Linked DNA regions of Rattus norvegicus: region 2 is linked to region 1. The links are chromatin contacts, called in public Hi-C maps. All regions are on one chromosome and are shown on one strand. The core of a region is the stretch at or near the end of the contact, and the rest is flanking DNA. Distances in the headings are between cores, read along the strand shown.

What was found. Hi-C and Micro-C count contacts between places; a contact is called where the count stands out from the background.
Region 2: a contact with region 1 is called in a Hi-C map of liver, with 4 times the contacts expected there. The contact joins the promoter of Nnmt here to the promoter of Nxpe4 in region 1. A contact is called at or near these places in 2 of 12 Hi-C or Micro-C datasets (both in liver).

Annotation. Positions count from the first base shown.
Region 1 is chr8:57,615,848-57,623,481 of GRCr8, reverse strand. It overlaps Nxpe4 (neurexophilin and PC-esterase domain family member 4), which reads right to left and starts at 4,444. Exons shown (of 7, transcript NM_001025055.1): 1 at 4,372-4,444.
Region 2 is chr8:57,839,511-57,847,144 of GRCr8, reverse strand. It overlaps Nnmt (nicotinamide N-methyltransferase), which reads left to right and starts at 3,971. Exons shown (of 3, transcript NM_001106819.1): 1 at 3,971-4,319; 2 at 5,343-5,550. The coding sequence starts at 4,166.

The DNA.
Region 1 (7,634 bases), core at 3,195-5,694:
CATGACTGTTGATATGCATAATGCTGACTCCCCAGGACTTTCTCCCTTGGTTAGCAGTCAAGGTTGAGGTGTATACGTTGTTCACCACGCCTGTATTCACCTGCTCTGTTTTTTATGCCCTTTTTATCAAAGGAGGCTGAGGATGGAGAGACGGTTGACCTTAGCAGTTCTCTACTCTCTTTTGATAGACTTCAGGACGCCTTTCGAAGCTCAAAGGCAGCTGGTGTCTAGCTGAACCCTTGAGTTTGGAACCAGTGACGTCAGCAATACTCCTGGGCATGGATGTACAAGAATGAACTCTTTCTAATCAGTGGAAGCCTGTGCAATGATCTGATTTGCTGCTGACTCAGACAGATTGGGATTGTTCCAGAGACAGATTTCTTCCCTTCCTGACTGCCCTCTCCCCACTCCCTTCCTTCCTGCCCTCTCCTGGTCTGCCTCCTCCTCAGTGCCTCTCTTCCTGCTTGCCGCTTCTCCCCAGCTTTCTCTTCCTGTCTCCTCCTCTCCCCTGTCTACCCTCCCTGCTTTCCTTATCTGTCTACCTCAGTCTCCCATGTAGTTGGGATTATAGACCTATACCATGAAGCCTGACATTCTTGAAATGTTGAAATTTGATAGAATTCAGAACCTTCAGTCTTTGTTTAAAATGGTAGCTGAGTAGAGACTCATGTCTTTAAAAAAGTGGTGTGAGTTGTTTATGTATTCAGGAATGTAATTCTTATCTGCAATCAGCCACCGTGAGCAAGCAAAGTACTTGGTTTTTGCAGTATCTCCAACCAAGGAAATCAGAAGCTTGTTCTTGGGTATATTCATGAGTTCTAACTTGCAAGATTAGGGTCATGTCCACAGAGAGATTATGTAGTGTGTTTTCTACACATCAAATTCAAGAGGGTCATCCAGCTTATAAACTTATATCAAGATGTTACATACAATTGTGGGTCCTAAAGAGGAAGTTTTGCTTGGCGAGAAATAGTTCTAAAATATTACACTCCAAGAATACTACAGACATTAGGATAAGAAAACAAATTCAGGGCCTGGATAGTCCAGTGGTTAAGAGCACTGCCTATATTTCCGGAGGATCCAGGTTCAATTCCCAGCTTCACATGATAGCTCACAGACATCTATAACTCCTGCCCTGGGGATCTAATGCCCTCTATTGGCCTTCATGGGCATTGCACTCATACAATTAAAAGGTTACAAAAGAAAGAGAGAAAGGAGGGAGGAAGGGAAGAAGAGAGGAAGGGTGGAAGAAACTCGAATGATTTGGAAAAATAAACGCTGCTTGCCTGCGTGTATGTGTATGTGAGTGTAGTTCCCTCAGAGGACAGAAGAGGGCATCGGACCTCCTGAAACTGAAGTTGGGGTTACTGACTTTTTGGCTAACTGCTGGGAATTGAACCCAGGTCCTCTACAAGAGCTTTTAATAGTTGAACCATCTCTCCAGCCCTCAATATCTATATCAAATGGAAATCCCAGCGATGGAAGAGGGGGAAAAACACCTCGGAGAAACGAAGGGCAGTTCATTATCTTCAAGTATACACGAAGGCGGAAAAGTCACTCAGATACCATATGGAGTCGCAAAGGAAATCTAGACAACTTGCAGATCTCTCATTTAAATATAAATAGGAATGAAAAGGTAAAGCATTTGGCAGTGAACAAAGACGAAAGCCCTTCATACAGAGTCTTGAACACGCGGCCAGATCATGTCAAGAAGGAAATCCATACATGTAAATGCAGTTGTGAAGCAGCAGTGTGACTAAACGGTTCTGACTTTGGCAGCACACACGCTAGAATGGGCAGGCGACGGAAGGTTTGCATGGCCTCAGTGCCAGGAAAAAGATCAAATAAACTAATTACACAAGTCAAGGGCAGAAAGGGACACAGTGAGCTGAGAAAAGTGGAAAGGAGGAGGTGGTGAATGTCAAGATTTCAATGCCAGTTACAATAGCAAGAAACAAAAATACAGGCCAACACAATACAAGCCGATTCTCAGAGGAAGAGTGGGGGAAAAAGTGAGCAACTTTCAAATAAAACTGAAAATTAATGATTAGGGGTGTAGAAAAGTGCCTGTCGCACATTACACAGGAAAGTTTTTAATCATGAGAGAAAATTGGAATAAATCATGCTAGCAACTAGCATAGTTTGACGTGGTGGCTCTAGTTTTTGACAAGATTGATTGGAGAATGTGACGATGTGCATGTGCTTAATAATTGTGCTGACGTCTAGTGTCAAACTCTTCTGAAAGAGTTAATTTTATTTTTAGTTATGTGCACAATGTGCTGGAGCCCTCAGAGGACAGGGCTTTGGATCCCCATGGAGCTGGAGTTCCGGGTGGTTGTGGGCCACCTGTCCGGGGTGCCAGTAAGCGAACCAAGGTTCCTCTGTAAGAGCCACGGTCTCCACTTCAGAGCCATTTCTCCAGCCCCTGAAAGTCCAACTCTGGCGTATACTGACTCGCCCTGGAGTGCTTTTCTGCAGTGCAGTCAAGAACACTGTAGTCACTGAGTCAAGGTCTCTGAAGAGACCTCCTATGTTGGGCCGTGTCTCCAGCTGCTGCTCCTGGTACCTCTCACAAGCACCAGAGGATTAAGTCACAGCTTTTTGCTTCCCAATATGACGACATAAGGAAAATGGCTCTTTACTTCTCCGGTGTTCTTTCCCTGATTCTACCAAAGCCAGCGTAATGAAGGGAGAAGCACCAGGCAAATCCTTCAGAGGAACCATCTGAGTGAAATACCTAACCAATGCTTTTCAAAAGTAGCCACTGAAGAGGAAACTTACTTGAAGGCTCTCCCCGCTCTGTGCTTTCCTGGCTGCCAAAGTGTGAGCTGTTCTTCTCTGCCGCACTCTCTCTGCTATAATGGATCCAAACCACTGAGTTATGAGCAGACACAGACCCTTTCCTCCTTAAGAAGTGTCTGTCAACTATCTTGTCATAGAGACGGAGACGCGTTTCAAAGGGACACCCACCCCTGTTTTATGCCAATGCTCACTTGTCGCACTGACGTTAAACATTTACCTGATCGAAACCTCTAGTGAGCAATGTAAATCCCAGAGCCACCACCAACTGCTTGAGACCTTTTCTTGTTCGCAGCCTAAAACTGCAGTTTTCTAGGACTCACCCCGGAAGTCCCGTCTGCAGGGAAAGGACTTCTGCTAAACTCCTTGTTCCTGGTACCGCCTTGCCAGACTAATTCTATCCAAGACATCTCCAGAGTCACCTTACGTATGTATCTCTCTTATAGAGACAGGTGGAGAGACGGTTTCCTAGCAACCTCTTGAGATGTAACTTGAGAGCCACCAAAATGGCCTTTATGGCTAATACTAACACTCTCAGGAGAAGAGCCTGTGCCCATACTTGAGTCGGTATCGGTATCGTTTTGCCCAACTCTCCTCCGGGAAACACACACTGTCACTTGGATGGGTCTCTCTCTCTCTCAACACTGAAGCCCATATGAAAAATCTTTCCAATAGCATTTCCAACCCTGCTTCGCGCTATCCCTTTTGTCCTGAGATTCTTTTCAGTGTTCGAGCTGTGAATTCTAGTTTGGCCTGGGTTGAGGGCCCTGAAAATCTCGGGGAGCTCCTCAGTGTGGGGCTGTTTCTGGCCCTGGCCACTAACAAAGCTACCTAAACATCCCACTCACTGAAAGGGGCCAGGCTTTACGCTTTCCTTTGCTTTTCTTTTGATCATTTCTATTTATTTCATGACTACTGTTTTATTTCTCCATAACCGTCTATTATTTTTCAGAAAAAAAATCCTCTTGTCTGCTTGTTTAAACTTTGCTGGTTAATAAGTTTGTAATGTCTTGCTCTCTCCCTCCTACACAGCCTCTGTCTGTGCGTTCTTCCATGCCCACATCCTTCTTTAAGAGAAAAACACCAGTCTTTAAGAGAATCATGTTTCAAGTGTTTTCAGTGAACCTGATTTCAGCGTTGTCAACCACCTGCTCTGCGTAGGAAACACATTTGATCTTTGTCCCTGACTCCAGACACGGAGCTCCTAAGGGTAAGATACGAGTGTTACCTGTTATTCGTAAGAAAATACTTAAGTCACACTGAGAGACTGACCCAGAGTGGGGCCTCAACACTGCCAGAAACACGATTAGAAATTAACAACGTTCTGTCACATTTCGGAGAGGCTCAGAGCAGCCAAGAGCAAGTGATAGATACTCTCCAACAGTGAAATGCAGGAGCGAATGCGTTGGCTAAGGCGCCTGTGTTCTGGAAAGATAGCATTTCTAGAAGAGTCTCGGGAGGTGTGGGCGACCCCCCCCCCACTCCTAGTCCCTCTCCCTGCGTGTGACTGCATTCACCTGCTTGCCTCTGCATCACTTATAATAAACCGGTCATAATAACTCGTGCACTTACCGAGTACCGTGGGGTGTCCAGTGAGATCCTCACAAGCAGTGCAAAGCACACGTCTCACTTTAAAGGGAACCTGAGACCGTTTATGCTTGAGTCAATTAGGAAATGTCAGTGACCCAGGGACAGAGTCCGGTTGTCCTGAATAAAGCGTTCCAATGTGGGAAATGTTTGTATAAAGTCTTTAATCAAACAAATCAAAGTACTTTCAAATACCTCTGTAGCAATGCTAAGCAGGAGGGTATCAGCAGATCTCGGAACAGCCCCTTTGCATTTTCAGATGCTAACTGATAAGGCATTCTCAGTGTTAGCTGATGGAAGTCAGTGGTCCGCTAAGTTAATACATTCCAGAGAATTTTTACTTGATAATGAGATCATTAATTCAGACAGGGATGGACCAAGGGGCAAGCTGGTTTGGCTCTGGATCTGCAACATTCCAACTTGTAACAAAAATGGAGTTCTAGTCAGTCAATCGGCCTGGCAGAATCTTTACGTGTAGATGTGACTTTTCGCCCCCTTGGAAGCGTCAGTTGACACAAAGATGAGGAGAGGGAGTTTGTATACCTCAGTGTTCAGAGGTTAATCCACATGGGATGGCTGTGTGCATTTGCAACTGTAGTGAACACTGTTGGCCACCTTGTGACCTGCAATCTTTACCTGGGGACAAGCCTGGCGTGGAGTGTCTATGCTGATTGTCAGAGTCACAGTTCAATAGAATTTTTGCATAACCACTGAATGTCCGTGAGTTACCTTCAGGCTGTTGGGTGAATGCCATTTGGTGTCAGAAAAAAAAAAAAAAAAAAAAAAAAAAAAAGCCTGGTTGCTGCCGCTGCAGAGAGCCCCTGGGCAGCACCCCACGAGCGAACCTGAGCCTCAGGACCACAGGTAAGACCAAATTTTCTGCTGCAAGAAAGCTGCCTGGTGAACTCAAGACACAGGCCCACAGGAACAGCTGAAGACCTGTAGAGAGGAAAAACTACACGCCCGAAAGCAGAACACACTGTTCCCATAACTGACTGAAAGAGAGGAAAACAGGTCTACAGCACTCCTGACACACAGGCTTATAGGTCAGTCTACCCACTGTCAGAAATAGCAGAACAAAGTAACACTAGAGATAATCTGATGGCGAGAGGCAAGCGCAGGAACCCAAGCAACAGAAACCAAGACTGCATGCCATCATCGGAGCCCAATTCTCCCACCAAAACAAACATGGAATATCCAAACACACCAGAAAAGCAAGATCTAGTTTCAAAATCATATTTGATCATGATGCTGGAGGACTTCAAGAAAGACATGAACACACTTAGGGAAACACAGGAAATCATTAATAAACAAGTAGAAGCCTACAGAGAGGAATGGCAAAAATCCCTGAAAGAATTCCAGGAAAACACAATCAAACAGATGAAGGAATTAAAAATGGAAATAGAAGCAATCAAGAAAGAACACATGGAAACAACCCTGGATATAGAAAACCAAAAGAAGAGACAAGGAGCTGTAGATACAAGCTTCACCAACAGAATACAAGAGATGGAAGAGAGAATCTCAGGAGCAGAAGATTCCATAGAAATCATTGACTCAACTGTCAAAGATAATGTAAAGCGGAAAAAGCTACTGGTCCAAAACATACAGGAAATCCAGGACTCAATGAGAAGATCAAACCTAAGGATAATAGGTATAGAAGAGAGTGAAGACTCCCAGCTCAAAGGACCAGTAAATATTTTCAACAAAATCATAGAAGAAAACTTCCCTAACTTAAAAAAAGAGATACCCATAGGCATACAAGAAGCCTACAGAACTCCAAATAGATTGGACCAGAAAAGAAACACCTCCCGTCACATAATTGTCAAAACACCAAACGCACAAAATAAAGAAAGAATATTAAAAGCAGTAAGGGAAAAAGGTCAAGTAACATATAAAGGGAGACCTATCAGAATCACACCAGACTTCTCGCCAGAAACTATGAAGGCCAGAAGATCCTGGACTGATGTCATACAGACCCTAAGAGAACACAAATGCCAGCCCAGGTTACTGTATCCAGCAAAACTCTCAATTAACATTGATGGAGAAACCAAGATATTCCATGACAAAACCAAATTTACACAATATCTTTCTACAAATCCAGCACTACAAAGGATAATAAATGGTAAAGCCCAACATAAGGAGGCAAGCTATACCCTAGAAGAAGCAAGAAACTAATCGTCTTGGCAACAAAACAAAGAGAATGAAAGCACACAAACATAACCTCACATCCAAATATGAATATAAAGGGAAACAATAATCACTATTCCTTAATATCTCTCAATATCAATGGCCTCAACTCCCCAATAAAAAGACATAGATTAACAAACTGGATACGCAACGAAGACCCTGCATTCTGCTGCCTACAGGAAACACACCTCAGAGACAAAGACAGACACTACCTCAGAGTGAAAGGCTGGAAAACAACTTTCCAAGCAAATGGTCAGAAGAAGCAAGCTGGAGTAGCCATTCTAATATCAAATAAAATCAATTTCCAACTAAAAGTCATCAAAAAAGATAAGGAAGGACACTTCATATTCATCAAAGGAAAAATCCACCAAGATGAACTCTCAATCCTAAATATCTATGCCCCAAATACAAGGGCACCTACATACGTAAAAGAAACCTTACTAAAGCTCAAAACACACATTGCACCTCACACAATAATAGTGGGAGATTTTAACACCCCACTCTCATCAATGGACAGATCGTGGAAACAGAAATTAAACAGTGATGTCGACAGACTAAGAGAAGTCATGAGCCAAATGGACTTAACGGATATTTATAGAACATTCTATCCTAAAGCAAAAGGATATACCTTCTTCTCAGCTCCTCATGGTACTTTCTCCAAAATTGACCATATAATTGGTCAAAAAACGGGCCTCAACAGGTACAAAAAGATAGAAATAATCTCATGCGTGCTATCGGACCACCACGGCCTAAAACTGGTCTTCAATAACAATAAGGGAAGAATGCCCACATATACGTGGAAATTGAACAATGCTCTACTCAATGATAACCTGGTCAAGGAAGAAATAAAGAAAGAAATTAAAAACTTTTTAGAATTTAATGAAAATGAAGATACAACATACTCAAACTTATGGGACACAATGAAAGCTGTGCTAAGAGGAAAACTCATAGCGCTGAGTGCCTGCAGAAAGAAACAGGAAAGAGCATATGTCAGCAGCTTGACAGCACACCTAAAAGCTCTAGAACAAAAAGAAGCAAATACACCCAGGAGGTGTAGAAGG
Region 2 (7,634 bases), core at 2,722-5,221, 220 kb before region 1:
ATAAGTAAATGAATGAACTCTCAGTCCACTGTCAGCTCTATATGCATAGCTTTTCTCAGCCTGTCAGTTGACTCTCCTATCCCTCGACATGTGCATGGAGTGGACATCTTTAACTGTCACATATTCAAATGTATAAGTCTTTCCCTAATAAATGGCTTTTGTTTTTGGAAGAAATGCTTCCTGACACCCAAGGCTAGGACAACATTCTCCTCTATTCTCTGAATCTTGAGTCTTCTGCTCTGTACATATAACTGACTAATAAGACTTAATTGATTCCTGCTTGCAGTGCGAGCCGGGGCTCTCACACCGTTCTCCTCCCTACAGATACTCAACTATTCCTGGGCTAGTTATCTCTTTCCCTGCTGACCTGAGTGACCTCCCAAGTATATGTCAAATGTCTACAGGATGGGTCTGTCCGAGGCCCTCCACTCTTGTCCATGGCTGGATCTATTCATCAAACCCATTGCCAATACCACTCGGCCTTAATGGTGATAGCTATCTAATAAGTGTGTATGCCTGCCACAGGGAGTTCCTCCTGCCTTAGTCTTCTTTCTAAGAGTTCCCACACTTGGCCCTTGGCACTGCCATATAAATTTTAAAACCAGTTGGTCAAGTTCTAGGAAAAAAAAAACCTATTGGGATTTTAATTGGGATTTTACTGAGTCTATAAATCAATTTGCAGAGAACTGACATCTTTACAATGTTAAGCGGTCTGCTCTGCAGAGTGGTGTTTTTCTCCATTTATTTAAGTCTTCTTTAATGTCTTTCAATAAAACTTGATACTTTGCTCCATTAATGTCCTGTATATATTTGTCGTAGGTACTTCATATTTTTTTAGTGTCACCATGGGAAAAGCTGATTTCGAACTTCATTTTAAAACTGTTGCTAACGGAAAAGAAATTTGATTTTGCCGGTTGATTTTGTACCTGGAGGTGTGGCTTCCTGTGTTCATTCTGGCAAATTTGTAGCTATTTTTCATTTCCTAAATAGGGGACCATGTCCATAATGGATCCTCTCCTTCTCTTTCTAATCCTAGTGTTTCCTTTATTTTCCTCATCTCCTGTAGTTGCAGTATTTCTGGTAGATCTTTTATTAATATTGATAACTGTTGTAGGATGTAGTCGTGTATTCCTTTAATCCCATTGTAACAGGAGGCAGAGTCACATATGTATCTATGAATTCAGGGCCAGCCTGGTCTTCGTAGCAGAGTCTAGGCCAGCTGGGTCTGCATAGCGACACTCTATCTGAAAAACAAACAAACAAACAAACAACCCTGATCATTGTTAACACACATGTCTGACCTTAGTCAAAGAGAAAGCTTGCAAATGCACGGTCAGTCAGTAAAATGTCTGCGCGTGATCTTTATCAGTGGGTCAAGGAAGCTCCATTCTATCTTTACTGTGGGAAGTTACTATTGTGGACGGACACTGAAACTGAGCTCCAGTTCCTTTGCACCTATTGAATAAATCCAGTCACCTCCCTGGGATGTGCCAATGCGGTGGCCAGGACTCATTGAGTTTTAATTGCTGGACTGTCGTGAATCACAGGCATAAACTGCTTTGCTTGTGGTGTAGCTGTCATGGGAGAAGGCCTTTGAATTAGCCCTTCTCTAAAACAGGGCTGTGGCCTAATGGAGTCACGGAACCACTCCGTGCCTCAGCCTCTGATGACACAGAGGCAACAGTCCTAATTCACACAACTACTGTCAGATTTAGTTACATGTACGGAGTGCTGCAGGAAGTTCTTGGGAGGTATTAAGCACCACAGAAGAGTTTTAGTGCTTTTACCGACGAGACAGTAGTTAATTTAGAATTTTTGCAAGGGTAATTTTTAGTTTGTAACATTTCCTTTTTGCAAATCACCATGGTATTTGTATTTTTCCTAAACTTATAACCATAGCTGTTGAAGAATTATGTGTGAATATAATTTAATCTTTTCTTCCTTCTGTCTTTTGTGTGCATGCATGCCTCTGTGTGTGTGTGTGTGTGTGTGTGTGTGTGTGTGTGTGTGTGTGTGTGTGTTCATGCCGCAGCACATGTGTAGAGGTCAGAGGACCAAGTGAGGGAATTGGTTCTCTCTGCCCAACCCCTTCAGAGCTTGTTCTCAGACTGTTATACTTTCACTGTGGAGCTTATTCACCTAATTTCTATAATGAACTGGCCTGAAACCAGTTGTAGAATCTTCCTATCATTTAAAATCTGTGCATCAGACAAACTGGGAGGCATTCCTCTCTTCATGAGTAAATGAGATATTAGAATTTTATTCTCCTTCCTGATGATGGATGTAGGAACTTGGCTCTTTTTATCCCCTTGGCCATTTGGAAAGGCCATAATGGAGACGCATTCAGTAGATGATCAAGAGAAACTGATGTGCACAGAATAGAGACCTCTAGCCCCACAAAGACAGGCAAAAGGACACAGAATCAAGGAAAAAATAACAAAGCTGTCTGGTTTTCTGTTGTTGTTCTTGTTTGTTTTTGTTCTATCAATTAGACTTCCTGTAATTTGTTTCTATTATATTATAAAAAAAAAAAAACTTGAGATGGGGTCTAACTATGTAACCTGTATGTGTAGCTATGTAACCTGTATATGTAACTATGTGACCTGTGGGCCACCTTCTATTCCCAACCTTAATGGAGATTCTTTGGGTGAGTTTCTAAGCCTTGTAATCAAAGAGCCCTTGCTTAATCACGACCCATGGGATGCCTGGAACTTAGGGCTTTTGCATTTGGTGCAACAGCTCGGACTGGTTAATCAAACACTGTTTTGAGCAACCACTTCGTGATGCAACTCATGAGGTAGAGCAGGAAACACAGACTCAAGGCACAGCCCCTGATCTACTGGTCGTTACGTTTATCACTTCTATGATAGCTGTGAGAAAAACAATTGACAGACAAAACCAGGAGCAAAGGCATACTGGTACAGAAGGGTCTGGCTAGGCAGTGTGAGTTCTAATTGGCATTGTGAGTCCAGAAATGGAACAGGAGGAATTCTGTAAGGAAATTGAGGTTTCTTGGAGTTTACTTTGAAACAACCGACAAAATTTGAATTCACTGGGAGCTGCCGGGAGAGTTTTGGAGGTGTGCAGAGCAGTGGCAGAGGTAGGAGATGCATTGGGCTGGCCTTGAACTCACTATGTCTGTGGCCAAGGATGAACCTGAACTTCTGACTCCTAGTGCTAAGTGCTGGGACTTCACACATGCAGCCCCATAGCAGATTTATGCAGTGCTGGGGAATCAAGCCTCAGGCCAAATGCATGATGGGCAAGCACTCTACCAAATGAGTAGTTGTGTTTCCAGCCCTTAAACACGTTTTTTATTGATTAATTTGATGTTCGGACATTTTATAGTATCTTTTGATTATTCTTTGGCAATTTTGTAATTCTTACCATGCATCCTGATTATAACCATCCCCGGCGATCCCTTGCCACTCCTTACACACCCTCCTTCCATGTTCACAACCCCTCCCAGCTTTAGAACTCATTGGGTCCTAGTGGTGCTGCCTGCTGGCAAGTTGGCTGCTTGCTGGCTTGGCCTTGTGCAGATCGCCGTAACTGCAGTATGTTTAAGAGTGCAGCAGCCATACTGGATCTAGGAAGACACTGTCCATGCAATCTTTCCAGACTCCATATGAGATTATTTTTCTCTAGCCAGCATTCCTTAGCCATGAGCTCCTTTCCTTACCCCACATTCCCTCTTTTGTATGTTCAAACTGAAACCATTCTGTGGGACTCTTCCCCACCCCTCCAGGAAGAGTCCTTGCAAGAACAAGAAGATGACTGGATTGTTTGGAGATGACTCATCTCTCTGAACCCAGGGTGTCTTCCAGGAGTTAATCACCGTGGGGCCATTTCTCCTGTCTGCAGTTCTGCAGCCGACCTTCACCGCCGGGCAAGAGGGCTGTGCGCAATGCATGTCCCTCCCCCTGCCACGCCCCTCTTCTCTTAAGCTCCCTTCTCCAGCAATTTCATCACTTCCTGGAATAGTCTGAACATCTGCAGTCTATTCACTGTTAATATTTAGCAAACATATGTCTCTAAGGCATGGGCCGAGCTGGAGGAAGATTGACAGCTCTAAGACTCCAAAAGCCAACTTCACAGGGTGACTCCCTGCTTCTGGAGGAGGAGACAGGAGAGCATCGGGCTGGTGCAACAGAGCTGAGACACGATGGAATCTGGCTTCACCTCCAAGGACACTTATCTAAGTCATTTTAATCCTCGAGATTACTTGGAAAAATATTACAGCTTTGGGTCCAGGCACTGTGCAGAAAATGAGATCCTCAGACATCTGCTGAAAAATCTTTTTAAGATATTCTGCCTGGGTAAGTTTGTCTGTCTAAATAAGAGTCACAGTGTGTCTCGGGGGATTACTGGACTTGTGTCTAGTCGTTGCTGTTAGACAGTCTCTTGGCAACACTTACCTATTCAATGAGAATAAAAGTCAATGTTGGCTAAGCTGTTTTACATTTTACAAAGTTATTTTATGTCTTTTGTCTTGTGTATGGTTGTGAAAGTGGAGGCCAGGGGCTCTGAGTACTATCTTTGTAGCTACAGGGACTTTCTAGGTGGCTTGAAGGAGCCACTTCACCTCACAGAACAGTTCAGAGATTCTAAGAGAGCTGGGTGTCGGGGGCACAGGACTCAAGAAAGGAAGATTGGCAGATCTAAGACTCCAAAGCCAACTTCACAGGGTGACGCCCTGCTTCTGGAGGAGGGGTCAGGAGAGCATTGGGCTGGTGTGTGGAGCTGAGACGGAATCTGGCACATCATCTCCAGCCTGGACTACATAGTGATTTTTCAGCCTTGTCCAAAAAAAAAAAAAAAAAAAAAAAAAAGAAAAAGAAAGAAGGAAGTTTAATTCTTCTATTCTTGATTGAAAGGAATATTTGTTTACTCACGAGGTAAAGATCTCCCCAAATATTAATTTTTTTAATTTATGCATCCATGTAAGCGTATGTGTACATGCCCCATGCTGGTGCATGCATGGGGCCAGGAGAGGACATCAGGTGTCCGATTCCACCACTCTCTCCACCTGTGTCTGTGGGCTTGTGTGCTGGCTAGACTGGAAGCCAGTAAGCCCCAGAGCCTCTCCTCTCTGCTCCTCTCAGAAATGGGATCACAGGTATTTGTGAGATCCTGACTTGTTCGCAGGTTCTGGGATCTGAATGCTGGCCCTCATTGCTGGACTATCTCTCCAGTTCTTAAATTCAGTTGTTACACAATAACAACAACAACAACAACAACAAAAACAAAAACAAAATGGCAGACTCTCAGTAAAGACAGTATAACTTCAGCTCTGCCTGTCCCCTTATGATGCCTGATTCCGCGCCCCTCTTCTATACCAGATGGTGTAAAGGGAGAACTCCTGATTGACATTGGCTCTGGCCCAACCATCTATCAGCTTCTCTCTGCCTGCGAGTCCTTCACGGAGATCATTGTCACTGACTACACAGACCAGAACCTCTGGGAGCTGCAGAAGTGGCTGAAGAAGGAGCCAGGAGCCTTTGACTGGTCCCCAGTGGTCACCTATGTGTGTGATCTTGAAGGCAACAGGTAGAGGGATGGGTATCTACTCTTCAACTTTCTGAAGGGAACTGGTTGTTTCTACCAGCCAAAAATATACCACTAAAATCCAGATGAAAGATGCAAAAGAAACTCAAAGACAGGGACCAAAGGGAACTCCAGATAGAGGATGAGAGCCCAGGAGAGTAGCTGGGCTGTCAAATGTACCACCTGAGTACTATTTTATTACCAGTTATCCGACACAAGGTGGGGGCTCTACGCGTACCTAATGCTCACACCACCAGAAATGGCAAAACATTGACAGGTTTTTTTTTAACCCAACAGAAAAGACATGAAGCAATTATGGGAAAAGAATTCATAACTCCCCATCCACAAAGTTAGAAACTTTGGGATCTGGGAGATGATCAGTGGATAAGGTGCTTGTCATAGAAGTTGTCCTTTCTCTAGTGTGTCTTCTTAGCATCTTTATTGAAAACCAACTGGCTACAGATACACGGCTTAATCCTAGACTGTCTGTTCTGTTCCATTATTCTGCATTTTCTGGGTTCTGTTGTTGTTTTTATTTCTGTATTTTTTTTCTGTGTGTAAATACCATGCTGGTTTGGTGACTATAGCTTTGTTGTTGCTGCTGCTGTTGTCAAAGTTAAGTAGTGTGTGATTTCTGATATTTTCTTGGTGCTATTTGGGCTTTGTGTGTGTGGTTTCCTAAAAATTCTAGAATTGTTTTCTAGCCCTGTCGTTAGTGTTTTAAGAGAATGCTATTGGGGCTGGGGATTTAGCTCAGTGGTAGAGCGCTTACCTAGGAAGCGCAAGGCCCTGGGTTAGGTCCCCAGCTCCGGAAAAAAACAAAAAAAACAAAAAAAAAAAAAGAGAATGCTATTGGCTCCACCGGTTGCTTTGGGTAGTATGGTTCCTCCTCTCAGTTCTTCAGATCTTTCCATTCTGTTGGTGTCTACACTATTCTCCATTGATGTTTTTCAGGGTAGAGATCATTGGCTTGTTTTAGCTAAATTCATTTGGAGGTTATTTACTTACTTATTTATTATAGCTGTTGAAATAAGATTGGTGTCTTGGTTTCTGTTTTAAATAATTCTCTATTGGGGCCTTAGATAGTCAGGTGAGGGTTCTGAAATGTCAGTGCTTCTTGGTTAATGGTTAAAGGAACTAACATCTATCCATCCATTTATCTGTCTACCCACCCATTCACCCATCCATCCATCCACCCAACTATCTATCCATCTATCCATCCATTTATCTGCCCATCCATCAGTCCACCCAACTATCCATACATCCATTTATTTGTTTATCCATCCATCCATCTATCTACCCATCTATTCATCCATTCACTCACCTATACATACATACATACATCCATCCATCCATCCATCCATCCATCCCTCCATTTATCCATCTGTCCATCTACACATCTATCCACTCACCCACCTATCCATTCATCCATCAATTGATTTATTCACCTGTCTACCCACCCATCTATCCACCCACTTGTTCATCCATTCATCCACCCACCCACCTACCTACCTACTCACCCACTCATTCATCCAACAAACCTCGATGAATAACTGTGATGCACCACATGACACTAGCTCTTAGGCTGGAGCAGAGAACGAGATAGGAGAAGACACCTTTCTGTCCTTTAGTTCCTATCAGAAGTCTGATAAATGTCTGATCATTTAGGGCCTTTGAGGTTACATTAAAGATTATGGTATTTAGTAACAAGTTGAAAGGCTGTTTTCATATGTCAATTTAACTTAGAAACCTCTTATACACCTAGCATAAGTAAAAATACATTTTCAAAAATGAAGGTGAATCTTACTATTCTTTTTTTTTTTTTTAATATGAAGTGTCTGATATTCCCCAGGACAGAATTAACTTGCTATAAGCATTGGACACTATCACAACGTATCAAGCAAACAAGGAATTTACCAGGATTGATAGAATTTCAGAGAAAATTTATTAAACAGAAATTCTCTGCCACTTTGAGACAACATATTTTTCTGAAATCCAGAGCACATGTCCTGAAAGCCGTGGGAGCTGCATTCCCGCTTTGCCTAGACATCACAGCTCACATCTCATTCAGAGATGAACCCTTCAGT